3 separate regions of the Gossypium hirsutum genome follow, and all the other regions are linked to region 2. A link is a contact called in public Hi-C data. All regions are on one chromosome and are shown on one strand. The core of a region is the stretch at or near the end of the contact, and the rest is flanking DNA. Distances in the headings are between cores, read along the strand shown. Region 1 holds the start of LOC107937034 (B3 domain-containing transcription factor NGA1). Region 2 holds the start of LOC107953004 (RNA-binding protein 24-B). Region 3 holds the start of LOC107952982 (CDPK-related kinase 3).

Region 1 (4,371 bases), core at 1,188-3,687, 550 kb before region 2:
CTCTTTTAACACAAGAGAACTTTTTTGTGTGTAGCAGTCCAGACAAGATCATCTGATCATGGCTGTAAAGGGAAGGTATACACGAATTACCAAGAAGTCAAGGAAATTTCTAACTGGCAAACAAATGGGAAGTGTGATGATATACATATATATGTAGAAAAATTTTCAAAAACTATCAATAAGAATACAGATAATACCTTTTCCAGTGCTGCAACTTTTCTGTGCAGTACCTGCAATGCCTGCACCTTAGTTGTTCAGCAGCAACAAGCCAAGTAAATATACATACTATTAACCTAACATGGAGTAACAAAAGAGATAGGAGAAAATGGAAATTAAATAAATTTCTTTTTTTAAGGCTATATATATACACACATACAACACCTACCATGCATTACCAGTCAGGGTTAAGGAAGGGAGAGAGAGTATACAGATGATCATAAGATAACTAAACAAGAGAGCAACAAATAATATATACATATATAAGCGTATATATATATCAAACAAACTGGGGCAAATCCGGGGATGCAGATTGGAAAGGCCAGGGCCTAGTAATGGAAAAATATAAAATAATAAACAAGTTGGGAATATGCTGATATATCTGTATAAGTGTTATACACAATTTTCAACTCCATATTTTGCACCTTTCATCTTTAGCTCTTCACAGATCCCAAACCTCAACTAACTCATGTACTAACACAATATTAAAAAGAAAAAAAGATAACTTGGATTGCTAAAAAAAAACTTATCTTCAATATCTTTTCAACCCTCTTTCCTAAATCCAGTACTGCCTGTCGCAAGTTTGATGGCAAAGCAAGAAAAAAAGAGAAAATGGAACCCTTCACTCACTGTGATTTGATCATCATCGATCATAGATCCAAATCAAAGGACAAGGAAGATTTTCCCTTCTTTGAATACTCAGCTTGCATTCTGGAGAGTGGGAATGGGGTGTTATTATTGGACAATCTTGATTGGAGAGAAGAGGAAGGGAAATAAGGAGAATCATGATCAGAAACTATAGTGGCATGAGGAGAACTCGAGGAAGATTCATCTGTTGTAGGAGTAGGACACTCCATGTTCACTCCAAACAACCTTAGTCTTTTAGCCGCTGTTTTATTACCCTGAACAACTGGTACTGACTCGATCACCATTGGCTCCACTCTTCCTTCTTGCATTGCCCCAATTTGCTGAGGTTGGTGATGATGATGATGGTGGTATGACCCAGATGATGATGACCTTAGATAGTACTGCGACTGCGCCACATTACCGTAAGTAATTGCCTGATGTTGCTGCTGCTGTAGCTGTTGCTGTTGCTGTCGTTGATGATGATGGTTATAAGGATATATGCTGTAATTCAAGCGATGCAAAGGCTCATAGCTTTGAGGCAGCGAGTAGATTCCACCCCCCCACCGGACTGACTGAGGAAAGTTGAACTGATTTTGCATCTGAAAATGTGCAAAGGACGTTGGATCGGGTGCATTAGGCCTCCGCCTCCAATCAATGTACAACCGGTCTTTCCCGGACTCCCCAACACCCCTTTGAAACGATACGATGTCACCCGCATCAAGCTTCTTCTCCTTGACGAAACGGCTCCACCCTTTGGTCATCACATAACTCTGGCTGCTATTCCAGTATGAGTACCGGAACCGCCACGACTTGCCGTTCCGATCTTCAAAATTCAACAACAACCCTTTCTCATTCGATAAAGAGTCGAGAGGGAAGTACTTCTCCGCATGTTGCTTCGGTATTACCAGGCGGTTCAGCTTGCCTACATCACTCGGTGTTACAACTTTATCAAACATATATTCTTTCTCAATACACCTGCTACTTCCAGTATTTGATTCTTCAATGTTATTGCAGCTCCCAAGTGACAAGTCCATCATCTCAAGGTCCTTGTCACAAATTGATAGCAGAAGAAGAGGATGAAACTGGCAACTTGCTGGGAATTTCTCTTATCACTTCCTCTCCTTAATTATTAGAATACCCATGTTCATAATGATGACCCACATCCACCACCAAAATTTACTTTTTTTTTCTCCTTCTTTTAATCACACTAAAACCAGATGATATGAACAATAAGTTGTTGCAAAATGGTGGTTGGGCAGGAACGAAAAGGAAAAAGAAAAGAAAATTAGAAAGAAAACAAGACCTGGCTTACAAATACTGATTTCTTGGAAGGTGTGATTTTCTTTCTTCTAAATCCTTGAGGACCGAAGGAAGCAAAAGACAGGTCCTCTCAGTACAAAAACCAACCGAGGGTCGGTGCCTTCATCTTTGACCCAGAAACAAAACACACCCACACTGAAAGAAAAAAAGAACCCTAAGCGAGACAAATTAAAGCCATGGGAGAATCAACAGCAAAGAGTTGTGTGCTCGTGGTTGACCTAAGCTTTTTTTTCTTCTTTTTTCTTTTGCTGACTCCCCCTAAGCTTCATTTTATGTAAATATTTACCACATTTTCCTATTTCTATTTCCGTTTTTGGTTTATAAAAGAGAGTGTAGTAACTAGTAAATTAAATTATTACCATATTAAAAGAGAGTGTAGTACAATAATTACATGGAATTACTTCACATACATATTATTTTCATACTGAAATTATAAGTTTTTTTGTTTTAATGCGGGCTATATTATCAAATAATTTTATTAAATTATGAACTAGAATTCACATCTAAAATTTAAAATTTTACTTTGTTGATTTAATAACTGAATCATCCAACTTTCTTAAAATAAGAAAGATTTGATCAAATGTAAGGGGTAGGCAAAGGATTTTTTCCCAAAATGATTTTTTTAAAAAAAATATAAAATTATATTTCAATTTTTAAGAATTTATAATTTAATTTTCACCTCTTTTAATATTTTATTTGTCTTTATTGTAACTAGTATTATGTGTGCAAAAAATCAAATAAGCAAATAAAAAAATATGAGTTTATAGTTGTAAAGTCTGAATCCGGAGTTGCATGGTTTTAAGTTACCGCAATTAAAGTTTAATTATTAAATTAAAAAGAAAGCAAAAATGTGAAATTTTAGATGCACCAAGGATTGAGGTTTTAAGCAATGGTAAAAAAGAGGCAAGAGTTTAATTACAGTTGCACAAGAATAGTAATATTAAAAGAGATTTGGGGTAAATACATACTGCAAAGGCAGGGGCCCATGAATGATAAGGTTCGACTCATGTGAGCTTGTCCTTTTCATAAATTTTGGTTTTATATTTTTTCCATTATCCTCTCTGCAAAATGACCCAAATCACCAGTTGGTGTGATGGTATTTTTAAGTCCCAAAATCAGGATTGTAATGATAAAAGTTAGCCTAGGAATGTCATTTCCCATTTGATCCATCATTATTATGATTTATTATTGTGGATGCTGTTTGGTATTGTTTACTTTTAAATAATTTCATCCCAGCCAGTTAGAAAGAGAGCATGTTTTAGTTAGGTATCAATAAGTTTTTGACTTTTGGTCATTCATTGTGTGCTGCTTCTGCTGCTGCTCTATCTGCTCCTGCAAAAGAAAGGGGAAAAACAGTTTTACCACCATGTTTACATTCAATTTTTAAACTTATCAATTACAAATATCTTGCCTACAACCATAAACTTTTCTTTTGGAATATCAAATTTAGGACCGAATCCAACCCAATTCTTTTTATTAATGATATTACGTTTTAATTTAGTTTTTTATTTTTTTAATTAATTTTAGCTTTTAACTTTTAAAAAATATTAATTTTTGAAAAAGAGTTAAATTTATGTTTTTATAATTAAAATGATAATTTTTTTAAAAATGGCAACCAACCATTTACATGCACTTCATGCTTTTTCTTTTGAATTTTTATGAGATTTTTCTTTTTCTTTTTGGAATATTTTATAATTTTTAAATTATTTATTGATTTAACATATAAGAAAATAGCGTTAAGTTATCATGAAGTGTACATAGACTGTCACACTTACATTGTTAAAAAAAATTAATATTTTAATTAACATTTTTGTAAAAGAAAAGTAAATAAACTATTTTTCAAAGGTTAACGGTAAAATTTAACTTAAAAAATATTAATGACCAAATTGTTAGAAAATGTAAACATTGTGCATTGAATTTATCTTTATGCCACTATTAAAATGCCCTTTTAATTTTGTGATATTTTAAACTTAATAAGATGTTTAATAAACTAAAAAATTTAAATGTCAAAAAATTAAGTATTGAATTTAGTTTATAAAATATGTTAGATAATTTTTTTTAAAATTAAGTACCGAATATGATTAGCTTGTTGGATAAATGTGATTTTAAATGTAAAATAATTAAAGGATAATGTTAAAAAATAAAATATTAGCTCCTTATTTACTTATAATTTTTCACACATTTTCATTAAAAATTATATTTATTAGA
Region 2 (4,851 bases), core at 72-2,571:
TCAGTTGGATCAAATCAAGAGATGTCATCTATAAGCATAATGAACCAACAATCAAAACCAACACAAAAACATGCATTGCAAAAGAATAAAGCAAATACCATTCAACACTCAATGAAGAATGAAACAAAAAAAAAAAGGTCAAATATACTTGTATAAATAAGAAAATTCAAACTTATAATTCAAAAAGGAAGCATTCATCAGTGTCACTTCATTTAAATTAACACTTCTAATTAAGAGAAAAATACCAAAATCAATAAAACTCAAAAGAGTTAGTGTCATACTTAATACGCTAAACCCGTAGTCGGCTGAATCACACACTAAAAGGAGTTCCTAATCAAACAAACTGAATCCCATATCATCATCACTCTCTTCCTCTGGTTCCTCCTGCAAATAGCCAAAGAATCACATATCAGTATAAATGGTGCAAGGAAATAATAGAGACAAGGATATCACATCCACTTATTTATTCGTAATTTTTAATTCCACCTTCTTCTTTTCCTCTGCAGGAGCAGGAGCAGCAGCACCGCCTCCACCAGCAGCTGCAACAGGTGCAGCTGCAGCGACCGGAGCACCACCAGCAGCAGCACCAACATTGGTTATGAGATTCTCAATGTCGCACTTCTCAAAAAGCTTAGCAAACAAGCTTGGCCAATAAGACTCAACAGAGACATTGGCAGCTTTAACTAGCGCGGCAATCTTCTCAGCCTATTAATGACAGTTAAAGAACCCCCCCCCAAAAAAAAAAAATACCTATGTTCCCATACAAATTGGGAATCTCTCAACAACAATAATCAAATTCCTATTTTCCAATAATCCTATCAAAGAATTAAAAAAATTAAATAATAAATCATACAACCCTAAATTATTTGCATAAAGGATACGGTGATGGGGATGCCATCATCATAGAGAATCAAAGCAGCATAAGAGCAAGCAGCTTCGCCAACCGAAGACATCGTTTATGCTATTAGAATTAAACCAAATAAATAAATAAATAAAGCAATTAAAACACAATCAACGTAAAGATTTACATCAATACCGAAAAAAGAACAGAAAGGAAATTCAAATTTCCCAAGAAACAAACAAGAAAAGAAATGGAAAAAAATCAACGAATTTACCTGAAAGATGAATATAGGAGTGATGGGTTATCGGCAAGCTGTGCAGCGCCGCTCTGAGATCAATATGTTGTTAGGGTTTTCTCTATGACTTTGAGGAAAAGGGTTTTAAAGGGAAAAAAAGAAACTGTAAATTGGGCTCCTATGTTTTCGGAGGCCCATTTAACCAAACAATAAAATAAAATTATCGTGGCTGTAAAAAAAGTGGCAGTTATATAACATTAGGAAAAAAAACAACAGCTAAAACAACGAACAACAACAACAAAAAAGAAAGAAAAAACAACACCGAGAAAACAAAAAAACATGATACACGATTGCACGAGTGCTTGAAGAAGGCCAAAGGGATTTTTTTTTTTTAAAAAAAGGCTTTTGGGTTTGATTAATCACTGATGTGATCTTCCATAGAAACGACTCTCCAATATCAAAGTTCACTTTTTTTTTTTGAAAAAAAGAATTCTCCATTTTTTAACCACTCTATATTTGGCTTCTGGGGTAGTTGTTTGTTTTGTTTTTTTTTTTTTGTGGGATTCTTAGCCATTTTCTTTCATCTCTGTTTCTCTTTTTTATTTGGGAGATTATTCTGTGTTTTTTTACATGTCTCAACAAAGGCAATTTCAGATGGTGGGTGGTAGCAACAATCCAGGAGCAGGGCAGTACAATGACACAACTTTTACGAAAATCTTTGTTGGTGGATTGGCTTGGGAAACTCAAAGAGATACCATGAAGCGTTATTTTGAGCAATTTGGAGAGATTATTGAAGCTGTTGTTATTACAGATAAAAATACTGGGAGATCCAAGGGCTATGGCTTTGTAAGCTTATTCATCCCTTTCCTTAATATGTATATATACATATCATTCATTCCATATGACAATTAGAAGGTGATTATCCTTATTTTCCATTTCCAGGTTTCATTTAAGGATCCAGATGCAGCCATGAGAGCATGTCAAAACCCGTCTCCTACCATTGATGGAAGGAGGGCGAACTGCAATCTTGCTTCATTGGGTGCACAGAAGACTCGTCCACCACCACAACATGGTTTTCTTTCTCTCTTTTTCTTTTTAATTGTATTGGTTCTTGTTGAAATGTCATTTCCTTATCTCAATACCAACTCTTTATGCATATGTTAAATGGTCCTGGCGAATATTCACTTCAATATTTGGGGTGAGGAAAGTTATTGTTTGATAATGATATTTCAAAGGATCAAAAAATCCTCCTTTTTTTTTCCTTTGTTCATTCTGAAGATGTGTTTTTTACCATATTGGGAAAACATTTCATATTGGTCAATGCGATCTGGTAAACTGAAAAGTGGATCTAAAAACTAGAGTTATGAAACAATTTAATTTAAGATGAAGTCAATAAATGCAGGAGCTGGACGGTTTAGACCAGCACCTGGGTTGATGGCATCGCCTGTTTATCATGGTTCCTCATCAACATTCATCCAACAACCTAATAGTCAATATTCCATTCCATACTCTGCTTATGGGTGAGTTCAATTATTTTAGAAATGAAATTCAATGGCATTGCCTGCATGAATCCCAACTGGTTAAGCCTCAATGGCATTTCTTATTTTAACATGCATTTTAGTACTCTTTATTGCTTCATTTATCTCCTTTCATCATCCTCATTCCCTGCTTGGTTACTTTCAGGTATACGGGATACTCCCAAGACAGTAATTATCCTTTGGTTAGTGTTTATAAACAGAGCTTGAAAATTAGAAATAAAATAACAACAATTTCTTTGACATTGCTTTGATTAGCTAAATTTGATGGTGTTTTGCAGAACTATTATAGTTTGTATGGAGGTCAACAGTTCTCACCTTACTACACTGCCGGAGCATCAATGACACCCGGAATGTTTCATAATTTTTATCCATTTTATGCTCAATATGCACAAAATAGCCAAGCTCATGGTTTTGGTGTCCAATATCCCCAAATGCTACAGTATCCTTATTTGCCTCAGCAGGGGATCCTATCACTTCCGTCTTCAATGCCTTCGGCAATAACTCCCACAGGTGAGGATTTTACATATCCGGAGAATGTTTACATAGTCCAGTCACTTTCTCTCTTGGTTTATAATATCTATGGCAAGACAACTTTAATGCAACATTCAACAGTAAGTCTGCCGACAAATTTTGCAGCAACTACAACTACAGCAACTGTGACAACAGCAACAACGACTACAGCAACTACGACAGCAGCAAGAACAACTGTGTCGTCATCGGAGACGGCAAAAACAACATCACCGACTACAGAATCACTACCCCCTGCAACTATAGCAACAACTGGGGTGGTGGGATCGGAGTCAGGTCCTTCACAAATTTCTGGGACACCTACTGAAAAGAAAACATCAAGTTAATTTCTGTTGAGGGATGCAGCGTCTTTCACAATACAATCAATGATGTTTTGAAAGGGAAGCAAAGGTAGAGAGTAAACGGAAACAATTGAATAACAACGAATACAACAAAGTTTATTTGAGTCAAAAGAAGGATGCTTCATGCCCGACCACCTAGCATAACAAGACATGGAACTGAAAGAATTTTAGTAGGGGATTGTTGTTCATTCATGGAACGGGCATTTTAGATGTAAAGCTCGCTCCACTAACTGTTTACAGTTCATTATCTATTCGAGTCACCGATTCATCATACATGTTTGGTATAGGACAGTAGGGAGAGTCTGAATTAGTTGTTAGCATTAGGAGAAGAAAATCATATTCGTTCGTGTATGCATGTGCATGAGGTGGAACCTAAATATTGGCTTTGGATTCTACCTTACAAATGATTTTGTCTCGGCTGCAAAAAGCATCCGATGATAATCTTGTTCATATTTGTAGCAAAGTGGTTCAAAAGATTGATTTTGTATCTTTGAACTCAAATTTGATTTTATTGGTCAAGTAAAACGGCGAGCTCGGATAGCTCACCCATTAACTTATATAATTTTTTTCTCTTTTCTGTTGTGTTTCATCATTCATGATTGATACTTTTCAAAGATAGGATTACTTGGAATAATAAGATGGTATTATCTCATTTGTCTTTTATTTCTGGCTTTCAGTGGGTAATTTTTTTTTTTAATTCAATCCATCAAATCCTTCTCTTTTCCTCGAGTTCAATGCATGTGTTTAGACAATGGAATCCAATGGGGTTTTCCCTTTACTTGTTTCAGAGTCAAGCATGCCGTTGAATCATATCATTCTTCTGAATACTGACATTTGATCCTTCCAATTCATTAAAAGCCTGGGAAAAAGTTTGTTCTATGGAAATGATGGCAAATTGTCTCAATACAAAAACTAGGAGATATATACTGCCATAGTTTTTTTCAATCACCAATTTAATAAACTAACTGTTGTAAAGAGATGAAATTCACTTGTAAGGGCAGATTCAAGGTTAAATATAAACAAAAATTTAGTAATAAATAAAGCCGCTGGTGGGGACCAGTAGTAGGCAAAGGCTGTCCAATGAAAAATGAAAGAAGCAACCTTTTCGTGCTGTATGTATGACCACTTTTCTCCCTCTTTGTATTACGACAATGAAAACATAAAGAATAACAATCAATAATAATATGAATGAGCTTGCATTGCTTGACAACCTTAGCAATCTGCTGCTTCGCTGTATTCAACCTTCCATTTTCCATATTTTCTCTTACCATACCATGTTCTGTTTCTACCATTTGTGGGTCTTTTTTTCTTCTTCTTTTCTTTTCTTTTTCCATTTCATTCATATGCTTTCTTTCCTCTTTATCCCTT
Region 3 (4,900 bases), core at 445-2,944, 630 kb after region 2:
CTACTCTTCAATGGGTACTGATTCACCATACCGATTGTCAAATCTTCGTTAGAAGGTCACTAGTAAAACTCTTTAAAAAAAAAAGAAATTAACAATTCAATGACTTAAATAAAAACTTTTGAATAATTTAAAAACTAAATTGTAATCTTTTTTAGTTAAATGATCAAAATGAAAACTTACCTGTCATTTAGTGATTAATAGTATAATTTACCTTGTATAAATTCATGAAATTATTCAACCATATTTCCTTCGAAAGAAAAGAAAGGCATGAAATATTGAGAAACCAAGGTAATAAAAATGTTGGTCTTGGTTTTGGTGAAGTGTCGTGAATCGAGGCCCAACTAAGTAGAGTGACTAGTCGGGTTTCAATTACCTAACGGAGGGTTCCCATCGACGGGTGCCTTTTAAACAGCGACTTTGAAACATTTATCCAATTTCCTCGTCACCATAAACAATGGAAGGAAAACCAAAGCCCATCCCATGCTTATTAAATTTAACCTATTTCTCCCTTTCATGTCTGGCCAATGTTATGCTAATGTGTCTCCTTCATGACTCAGCGTATTAATTAGGAAAAATTAGACTGGCCCAACTCAACTTTAGTGCATAAATGTATGAGTAATTTTAATGTGTGGGAATAGCAGTTTGAACAAGAAAGTTGTCGAATGTTGGTACCAATGGTTAAAGTTCAAATTTAGGTAATTTTATCGCGCTTTCTTTTCTTTTTTTAATTAGTAATGATAAAAAATAACTATAAGACAATTAACACTTTTTAAATATGATAATTATAGGAACAAACAACAATCTTTTTCTTGAGAAACTTTGAAATATATAATTCAATGACGAGTTTTCACATTTAGTTTTGAGGATCAATCACAATATCTAAAAAATAATAATTTCATGAAACATGTTCTTGCTATAACATTTTCAATTAAATTCTCTAAATTTTTTTTAATTTCAGTTATTATAACTTGATATGATGATTAATTCATTCCAAGTGTTTAAAAATAAAGATTGATTAGTAGCATTTTGTTATTTTTAATCCATAACACATAATTTAAGTTATAAATAAAAAGTATGGAATTTATTTTGAGGGAGCCCATTCAATTTATTTTAACGTATGTAAATATACTCTATAAATTAATAAAAATATTAAGGGCTTACTTAGGAATTTAGCAAAAAACTTGGGAAGTCAACACTTTTTAACAATTATCTAAAAGCTGAGGTAAGTTATCGTACATATATAACCCACTGTTAAAGAAATGGTGAAATAATGTATTTTTATGAATTTTAAAGTTTTAGTCGTCATTAAACTATTAAATTAATAAATTCATTAAGTTGAATTTTATTAATTTTAAAATATGACGTGATAAATATATTATTACATAATATTATTATATTAATTTATTATTTTTACACAAAAAAATTAAATTTAAAAATTATTGTTTAAGTCAAAAATAAAAATTTAAATTTTAAAAAATACATGAACTAAATCTACACAATTTAACTAAATATTATAATTGAAGAAGTGTGGTGTTGCAGGATGCAAGTAAAAGGCAAAGTGTTGGGGATTAGGTGAGGAAAATAATGGTGGTTGAATAGTCTCCTGTTTGATTGAGACACGTGGGTGGCAATGTATTTATTTAATTTTATAAATATGCCGTGAAATCTCGACAGAAATCCTCCAAAAATGTAGCCTGGATTACAGGTCATATAATTATGTTGGAGTAAATAAGTAGAGCCTTAATGTTGGTAAACACTTACAATACGGCCAGGGAGAGCAGTTGCTTCAATTACGCTGTCCTCGTTTGTTGTTTTCCTTTTGGGTTTAACTAAAAGCCTTTATAATATTGGTTATGAAAGAAAGAGAGCCTCTTTTTTTTTCTTACTTAAATCTCAGTTTCAATCTAAGACGAAAAGTAATGAGTGAAGTTAGCGTGTTTTGATCCACAACCTTGGCGGTGTTGATTCGTCAGATGACATGCGGGGGTGTTTTAGTAATCATTCTTTACTACTGTATTCCAAGAACTCGCAGAGAAAAAAGTAAGAAAGAAAGAATTCCCTCCCATTTTGGGGAAATAAAGGAAAACACTTTGATTCAGTCAGTGTCTCTAATTCCAAATTACTCCTCAAACATTTCTTCTTCTTCTTTTAAAAAATAAATAAATAAATAAATAATAGAATTTGCTTCCACAGCCTATCCTACTTCTCCTTTCTCTTTGCTTCACTCTCTGGGTTTTTCTTTTTCCTTCCATATCTCACTCAAAATTCTATCTCATCAGATCTCTTGTCATAATCAGATCAGGAGGGAAGGATGCTGGAACCGTCCGATGTGTAGACTTTTGACTTTGTTGTGATCGGTAGGGACTTTAGATGGGGCAATGTTACGGTAAAGTTAGTCAAACGCAAGTAAATGAAACGACGTCAAATGCTACCACAACAGTCACAGAGGTGATTCCAGCCGATCCTGGGGGGCAAACGCCACTGCAATCCAGTAACGGCGCTGTTAATTATTTTCAATCAGTTAAGAATACTCCAGCTAGGTCATCCAGCCAGAGTCCATGGCCCAGCCCTTACCCCCACGGGGTGACTGCCAGTCCGCTTCCACCGGGTGTATCCCCTTCTCCGGCCAGGGCTTCAAGGGGTTCCACGCCTAGGAGATTCTTCCGGCGCCCGTTCCCGCCGCCTTCGCCGGCCAAACACATAAAAGCGTCGCTGTTGAAGCGTCTTGGCGGGAAGCCAAAGGAAGGACCGATCCCTGAGGATCCTGGAACTGAGCCGGAGCAAGTGTTGGATAAGAGCTTTGGTTATGGCAAGAATTTTGGAGCTAAGTATGAACTTGGAAAAGAAATAGGACGAGGGCATTTTGGTCACACTTGCTCTGCTAGAGGTAAAAAGGGTGACCTTAAGGATCAACCCCTTGCTGTTAAGATCATCTCAAAAGCTAAGGTATTCTCTTCACTCCATTTCTATGATATTCTTACCCTGTTCATGCTAATTGCTAAATAATTTTTTTAACTTTTGAGATATTTAGATTATTTTCTTAATGTTGGAGCTTCTTTCTGGAGGTATTGTTCTTAAAATTGGATTTCATTAAAATAGTCTTAAGAGAAGGACCTTTAGTTATTGATCGATGGCATAGCTGTTTATTATGCATTCCAAACACCTCATAGATGTTTGTTTTCCTCGATTCAACTAAACTCGGCCGATTATGTCTTTCTTGAAGAAGGTAAGTTACATAAGCCGGACATAATTCTAGAATAATCATGTTTACGACTTGGCCCCTGCCAACTTCGCTTATCATTGATATTTGGCTGTTACATGAGCTATTCGAGACATACAAGGCTTAAAAGGATACCTCTTGCATTGATTAGCCATTTCATTTTTATTTTCTCTAGGGGGAAGTGTGATTATGATTGTTGTTCTAGAAGACTGGAAGAAGACAAAGGTATACTTGTCTTTTATTTGATAGTTATCTTGGGTTTCTAGCAATAATACAGGGTATTTTGCTACTGAGTTGTTGCATCTAGTCTTAAATGCAAATGTGACCATAGCCACATCAACCGCAATAAAAACTAGGTGGGAATCCAGATATTGTTTTGCACTGAGAGATTTTTGGTGTCCACGCGTTGCCGAGTATGACTTCAGTGTCCTGACCTATGAATTATTCAATTGTTGATGCTGTATATTTGGGAGACATTGTCTTGGGCTTGTGCCTGTCATGTTTTTCAAAGAGGAAATATATTCACGATAAGACAAGACTAGGTTGTGTGATTTCCCTATTAGCACTTCCAATCTCTGAGACCCTGTCTAGACTATATACATTCACAAATATTTCTGTTATTGAATTGCTGAATAGGAAAAACTTTACAAAGAATCTAAGAATTATAGTAAAACATATATAGAAAGAATATTTTGTGATACAATTGTTTCTACCATTTGTGGCCAACTACATACAAAAATATGCTAGTGGCTGTTAATATTTTCCAAATATTCTTTAGGGAGGAATTTGGAGCTTCATTTAGTTGCTATTCAGACCATGCGGCCATCTTAAATTTTAAAATCCTCTTAAGTGTTACAGACGTGTTTTATAGTTGTCATTTCTTTTAATGAATTTCCCCTATGTGTGTGTATCAAGTTTTTGTGGGTGATTGAGCTTGCGTGCAGCCATTAGCAACCTTGTTTTACCTTATTTCATTTCAAAGCAATTTCTTTCTAAATTTCTGACTGAGAATGATTTTAGTTTGTCTTTCCTTTTCTCTTAAGTTAGGCAAAGAGCTGTTTTCTTGTCTGCATTATGCTTCTTGTTAATTTTTCCTATCTAAACTATAATTTTTCCCTTTTTGGTTTTCTTTTAAATGCTAAGTTCTCAGTATTTGTGATTACAATGTGTTGATTGGTCTTGGGTTTACTTTGTGGTTCCCGTCTCCCTTTATATGAGCTTCCACAGGACTTGGCTCAAATCCCTGGTCCTTTATCTGAGGGGTTACACTCTTATTCCCCAAGGGAAAAAATAGGAAAGAATGAAATGTTGATTCCACCTGCTGCTTCTTAACCTCATTTATTTGACAGATGACAACAGCAATATCAATTGAAGACGTTCGAAGGGAGGTGAAAATTTTAAAAGCACTATCAGGACATAAGCATCTAGTCAAATTTTATGATGCATGTGAGGACGCCAATAACGTGTACATAGTTATGGAGTATGTTTTTCCTTGTTTCTGCTAAAATTTTATTTTGGAGAAATGGTTTATCTTCATTAAAGCTATGTCTTCGAGTTATCATTTCTACTTGCAGATCATTATATTTTTTTTTCTTCTAGTAGATCCAATCCCATTAGTTTTGTAGGTTTTCTTTTGTAACTTTTTTAACCTTTCTGCCTTCTTGATTTTAAAAAAAAAAA

The links. Hi-C and Micro-C count contacts between places; a contact is called where the count stands out from the background.
Region 1: a Hi-C map of leaf shows a contact between it and region 2, with 2.1 times the contacts expected there. The contact joins the promoter of LOC107937034 here to the promoter of LOC107953004 in region 2. A contact is called at or near these places in 3 of 34 Hi-C or Micro-C datasets (all in leaf).
Region 3: a Hi-C map of leaf shows a contact between it and region 2, with 2.3 times the contacts expected there. The contact joins the promoter of LOC107952982 here to the promoter of LOC107953004 in region 2. A contact is called at or near these places in 2 of 34 Hi-C or Micro-C datasets (both in leaf).

What each region holds. Positions count from the first base shown.
Region 1 is chrA07:28,588,569-28,592,939 of Gossypium_hirsutum_v2.1, forward strand. It overlaps LOC107937034 (B3 domain-containing transcription factor NGA1), which reads right to left and starts at 2,438. Exons shown (of 4, transcript XR_005930610.1): 1 at 2,147-2,438; 2 at 847-2,050; 3 at 198-230; 4 at 1-62.
Region 2 is chrA07:29,137,132-29,141,982 of Gossypium_hirsutum_v2.1, forward strand. It overlaps LOC107953004 (RNA-binding protein 24-B), which reads left to right and starts at 1,322. Exons shown (of 6, transcript XM_016888229.2): 1 at 1,322-1,922; 2 at 2,019-2,148; 3 at 2,479-2,596; 4 at 2,760-2,796; 5 at 2,893-3,124; 6 at 3,251-4,135. The coding sequence starts at 1,707. The coding sequence ends at 3,468. LOC107953005 (60S acidic ribosomal protein P1) reads right to left here and starts at 1,257. Exons shown (of 4, transcript XM_016888231.2): 1 at 1,116-1,257; 2 at 882-961; 3 at 487-705; 4 at 158-384. The coding sequence starts at 953. The coding sequence ends at 331.
Region 3 is chrA07:29,764,399-29,769,298 of Gossypium_hirsutum_v2.1, forward strand. LOC107952982 (CDPK-related kinase 3) reads left to right here and starts at 1,695. Exons shown (of 12, transcript XM_016888199.2): 1 at 1,695-2,098; 2 at 2,280-2,946; 3 at 4,570-4,700. The coding sequence starts at 2,371.